Regions from separate parts of the Mus musculus genome. Here region 1 is linked to region 2. The links are chromatin contacts, called in public promoter capture Hi-C maps. All regions are on one chromosome and are shown on one strand. Each heading gives the region's core, a stretch centred on a gene start, on an enhancer-like site or on the middle of the called end of the contact. The rest is flanking DNA. Distances are from core to core; before and after follow the strand shown.

Evidence for each region. Capture Hi-C pulls out chosen DNA fragments and counts their contacts.
Region 1: a promoter capture Hi-C map of pancreatic islet shows a contact between it and region 2. The contact joins two enhancer-like sites. A contact is called at or near these places in 1 of 484 Hi-C or Micro-C datasets (embryonic stem cells), 5 of 115 datasets of contacts at active chromatin or transcription factors (craniofacial prominence, embryonic basal ganglia, embryonic limb bud and 2 more) and 1 of 9 other capture datasets (pancreatic islet).

The regions. Positions count from the first base shown.
Region 1 is chr14:76,431,762-76,434,461 of GRCm38.p6, reverse strand. The region is part of intron 1 of Tsc22d1 (TSC22 domain family, member 1); the gene reads right to left. Among named protein-coding and RNA genes, the nearest start is that of Tsc22d1, 17 kb to the right of the region's middle. Within about 2 kb of position 1,446, at least 10 of the 459 cell types and tissues checked have an H3K27ac peak or open chromatin away from gene starts, as enhancers often do. A contact at or near this core is called in pancreatic islet, where this site is marked.
Region 2 is chr14:76,224,377-76,227,076 of GRCm38.p6, reverse strand. Gm36583 (a long non-coding RNA gene) reads left to right here. Exons shown (of 2, transcript XR_383604.3): 2 at 1,196-1,631. Among named protein-coding and RNA genes, the nearest start is that of Gm36583, 19 kb to the left of the region's middle. Within about 2 kb of position 1,321, at least 6 of the 459 cell types and tissues checked have an H3K27ac peak or open chromatin away from gene starts, as enhancers often do. A contact at or near this core is called in pancreatic islet, where this site is marked.

The DNA of each region.
Region 1 (2,700 bases), core at 197-2,696, 210 kb before region 2:
TCAGACGCTAAATCAAGACAGGAAGTACAAGAAACAGAATACATGATGCTGTCCCAGGTCATCACCTTCACTGAGACAACTCCAGTAATGGGGCAAGTAGAGCAGGCAATTCCCGTTCTAGGCACGGGGCAGACAGACCGCAGCAGCACTCCTCAGCTACTAAACTCCTATCCCGTCCCATCAGGAGAAAACAAAAACAGGGCGAACAGAAGAAAGCCTTGGCTATATGAAAATCCTGTCTGAAAAACAAAAGCAAAACCAAAGACAGACAGACTGCTTATGTTCACAGTGCATTTGACAGTGCCACTTTCTTTGTATTTATCAAGCCAGCGACCCAAATCTCCACAGAGAAATAAAGCAAGGTGCTAGGACGATGGCTCAGCAGTTAGGAGCACTGTCTGCTCTTCCCGAGGACTGGGGCTTAGTTCCCAACACCGCATGGTGATTCACAACTGCCTAACTCTAGTTCGGAAGATCCAATACTGTCTTCCAGCATCCCACAGAACTAGGCACAAACACTGTGCAGGCAAAACAACTGCAAACATAAATAAAATTAAAAAGGAAGGAAGGAAGGAAGGAAGCGGGGGTGGGAGGGGCTGGAGGGATGGCGCCGTGCAACTTTCTTAGAGAGGATCCGAATCCAGCTCCCAGCGCCCTATGCCAGAGGTCTGTAACCCCCTGGAACTCCAGCTCCAGGGAGCTTGAAGTCTCTTCTGGCCTCTTCAGGTACTTGCACCCAAATACATGTGTGTATATACATATACATACACACAATTAAAATAATTTTTTAATGAAATGAAACTCCTCTAGTATCCTTCACACATTTTGGAAGTCACTGACTACTTACTACTCAGAAGTAATGCCAGATTGTGGTATTTCTAAAAACTAAAAAAAAAAAAAAATCATTCTGTCCTCAAATTTAGAGTTCAGCAAATACTTTAAAGCCTAAGTTGACTTCACAGTTTTATGGCAGCTCAGAAGAGTCAAGAGCTCTCTCCATATTAAGTAGCATTATCTTCACAAACATCTTCTATGGCAAATTTTTCACCTTAAAAACAAACAAAAAAAAAATGTCTTGGGCTACAAAGAATTTCAAATTTTACCTTGAAATTTGAGATTTTTTAAACCTCGAATGGTGGCTCAATCTATAATCCCTGCCCTCAGAGGCGGCCTCAGGAGGATCATTGCAGGAGGATAGCCTGGGCTACACAACAAGTACTATTTATATATAGTCTGAGCTATATAAGTACTATGGCCGGGTTACAGAGCAAGAACCTGTCTCAAAAAAAAAAAAAAAAAAAAATCAAACAACAAAATTGCAACATTTGTATTAGCTAGATTCTGGCAACCTAATTTGGGTTTCCTGAAGAATAGAGTGCCTACCACATACAGACTCCATCCCTAATAACTGAGCTGTTTACGAAGGCAGGGGCAGCTGGATGAGCGAGGGCGTGTGTGTCAACGCAGCACTGTTCCGAGCATCTGGCAAACACCTCTGTGGTGCTCTCATGTGGCGATATTCAAACTTTCATTTCTAATATGAATGCATACTTAGAAAAAATAAGATAGGAAACATCTCCAATTGTTATGGCAGGATAATAAATGTAAGAGAAACGGGCTCAAGAACACACAAAAACCATCTGGCAAAGCCACTGGGCTCTAGAACTTTCCTTTTCCCATGTGACAAACTAGTATTATTTAAAAAACAAAAACAAAAACAAAAACAAACCTCATTTTGAAAGTTTATAGAGAACTTCCAAATCCAGCTCAATGGATCTCCGAATTGAAGAATCCCGATTCCGAGTCATCCATCGCCTTATTGATCAGCCTCATTCACTGAGATGGTTGCCATCCCATATGGGGCTGAGAACGGAACAGATGGTCTTCAGGGCACTGTGCCATCCAAAACAATCTTTACAGAGTTTCAGATCCCGTCATCTGGAAACTGATTCTACTTTGGAGTGTTAAATTGCCACATGACACTGTATAATATCCCTAAGTCCCCTTCACTTCCATTAGAAACAAAACAAAAAAAAAAAAAGGAAGGCACGTTTTGTAACAACTTTTGCATCTGTGAACTTAGCTAGCCCAAGCACTCATCAAATACTCAGATAAAGGACAGTCCTCACAGAATGGCATTCAGAAAAACAACCAGCCCCTGATGTCCCCACTGAATGGAATACATTTTTTGGTTTTGTTTTTAACAAAATGACAATCTGTATCATGCTTGGTAGAAGTGAGAAAGAAGCCACTCTGAAGCCAAGTTCTTCCGTACACTCCCTGGCGATACAAACTACACCAAACATCACAAAGACCCAGAATGACTTGCTGAGAAGGCTGGAGTATGTACAAGTCTTAGCCTGGTAGGCAAGCTTTCTTTTAATTTACAATGCTATAAAGGAACCTTCTTACTCGGCACACTAGGGACACCAGCCATGTACAGAGTCTCCTCTGATTTTCCCAAACAGTACCAGGGTTATATTCTAGCCCCCACAGAACAGCTAAGAAAACTGGACTAACAAAGTTTAACTCGTTTATAAAAGTCAATTAAGAAGTAGAAAAACGGGCTGGAGAGATGGCTCAGTGGTTAAGAGCACCGACTGCTCTTCCGAAGGTCCTGAGTTCAAATCCCAGCAACCACATGATGGCTCACAACCACCCATGATGAGATCTGACGCCCTCTTCTGGTGCATCTGAAGA
Region 2 (2,700 bases), core at 72-2,571:
CTATTTTTAGCTTTTTGAGGAATGCTGGTACTGGTGGCTATGCCCATTCACATCCCAACATTTCAACATGTGTCTCTTGAGTTTAGGTTCATAGCTCACTTTAGAAATGAACTGTGGGGAGTTTATTTTTATTTGAGTGTGTTTTTATTGAAACAGAATGCCTGTGGCTGGGCCAGTCCTCCTCATCTGCTCAAGGCCACCTGGCCACAGAGCAAGAAGAGCAAGCATGGGCTTGGAGGAGGCTGGTTTCCAGCCGGGTCAGAGTGGGATCCTGGAACCAGCTCTGAGCTCTTCAAATCTAATCTGTAGTGAGAGGGCAAAACCAGCCTTTCCCACGTGGGGTTTTTACAAGGAGGAAATGTGCCCATGATTACATTCACCCAGACAAGCAGTGAGCACCCACCAGGCCTACAGAACCTATTAATTTCTGTTATTATCAGGAAGTTGTGGGTGAGGCATCAAAACAGAATTAATTTAAGAGTTGGGATTTTCTAAGATATCTGAGGGGTTCTGCTTCAAGCCAGTCACTAAAGCTACCAGGCAGATCTTGATGGTTGGTTTTGAGTATCTGCATATCTTGGGCTGCCCTGAAACGGCCAACAGCAACGATTTGTCAGGCTTCTGTCAGGCACGTCATTCAAAAGCATGGGACTTTTTGTTAGGATGCAGATTTGGGTGCCTTGGTCAGCAGCATCTTTAAAAATAAGCCAAATCCTACTTAAAAACCTCACTGACATGGAAGACGGCTGATATAGAGGAAAAGAATACATGCCCGGGACTGTCTTGGAGATTAAGCGAACTGTAATTACTCATGTCTGCTGAGATGAAACAACACAGATGACGGGAACCTGACTGAGCATCAGTGCAAAGCACTGAGAACAGGAAAAGGTGGAGAGAAAAACTCAAGGTTTCATAAAAGGAATGGCAAGAGAATCTAAAACAGATTAAGAAAACAGATTAAGTCTAAAGGGTAACAGAAACTAAAACAAATACTCCCCGGGACAGAACGCGGCGGGGGGGGGGGGGGGGGCACTGCTGACCAAACCCTAGGGCAGCGGATGGGTGGCCTGAGCATGAGTTAGAGAGGGAGGCTACTGCCTCCCGTTGGTCCCTGGCCATCCTCCCCTCCTCCTCCCAGCATAGCTGCAGCGGAACGACTGCTCAGTTGACTTCTATTCTTCCTCATTGCATCCAGGAATTGAGTGTGTCAGATGGTAGACCTGACGTTCCCACGGTCTCTTGGCACCGGAAGCTCAGCACACACTGTTCCCTCTCACGGAATGCCCGTGATGCATGGCGTCTCATTGGTTCTGGATCATTAGAGGCACCAGCAGAGACACCTGCTGTGGCCTTACCTGCTGTCTCCAGCCTGACCAGGGAAGCCTACAGGGCAGTGTGCACCGCTGTCAGACCACATACTCCTCCCCATACCTCCCTTGCAGCCACACAAAACAAGGACTTGCCTAAGGCCCTGCTGTCTCCGCAGCCTCTGTCACGAGCACTCATCAGTGAGCACTCCATCGGATGCTAAGGTGCACATAGTATTTCAGAAAAGTCTAAAGTGTAATAAATCCTACCTTTGCTCTGGCTGAAAACACAAATAAAGCTGGTTTTCTGGAAAGTAATCCCAAGCAGATCTGGAACTCAGTGCTACATTTTATATTTAAAAAAAAAATCACCACTTTGTTCACCATAGGCATTGACCTAGCTGTCCATCAACAAGTGACCGGACAATGAAAATGTGGCTCATATAAAAAAATGAAATATTGCTCAGCTCTAAAGAAGAAAAAATGAAGTTTGAAAATGTTCAGGACAGGCTTAGAATGCATAACGTCGAGTGAGACCACACAATCTCAGGAAGATAAATTTGTGTTCTCTTTTGTTTGTTACCCTAGAGAGTAAGAAAGTACTCTCATGCAACAATACATGTATCTATGTAAATATGTATGTATGTATGTATGTATGTATGTATGTACAGTATAACAGAAGAAGGGGATGAGGAAGAACTGCAGGTAACAAGCTTAAGTTATGAATGAGGAGATAAAACTCATTGGTTTTCCATTTCTAACTCTGTCTTGGATTTGGGGTTTGGGAGGTGGACATGTGCAGAACATGTATTTGATACTGAATGTGTAGAACTGGACATGACCCTGCACAGCTTCCATTCTGAATGCTTGTTCTAACTGAAGGCCACTGAGTTGTATGGACGCTTGGGTCTGATTGGTTTTGGTGGGTGATGTTTTTCCAAGTTCCTTAACAATAAAACTCATACAATAACAAATTGTTCATCAGGAAAAAATGTAAAGATATGAGATTTCTACATCAGAAGATACTTGGAAGGATGAAGGTCCTTTCTGTGGGTCAGTCACATACCTGCACTTAGACCAACAGCCCCAGCCCCTGCTAAAACTGACTCTGCATCTTGAGCACATAACTGGAGTCATGATTATGTAACTGCCTAAGGTAACATGCTTCCACTTGCTTTTCTTCCTCCTCCCCCTACCCCCTGACTCCCATCCCCATCCCCACTCAATCCCTACCATCCTTACCCCCACCCCCATCCTTATCCTCCTAATTCTATCCCCAAACACTGTCTCCTCTCCCTCCTCATCCTTTGCCCTGTCTTAAGACAGGGTTTTGCTATATAGCCCAGGCTAGCCCCAAACTCTTAATCCTCCTACCTGGGCCTCCCAAGTGCTG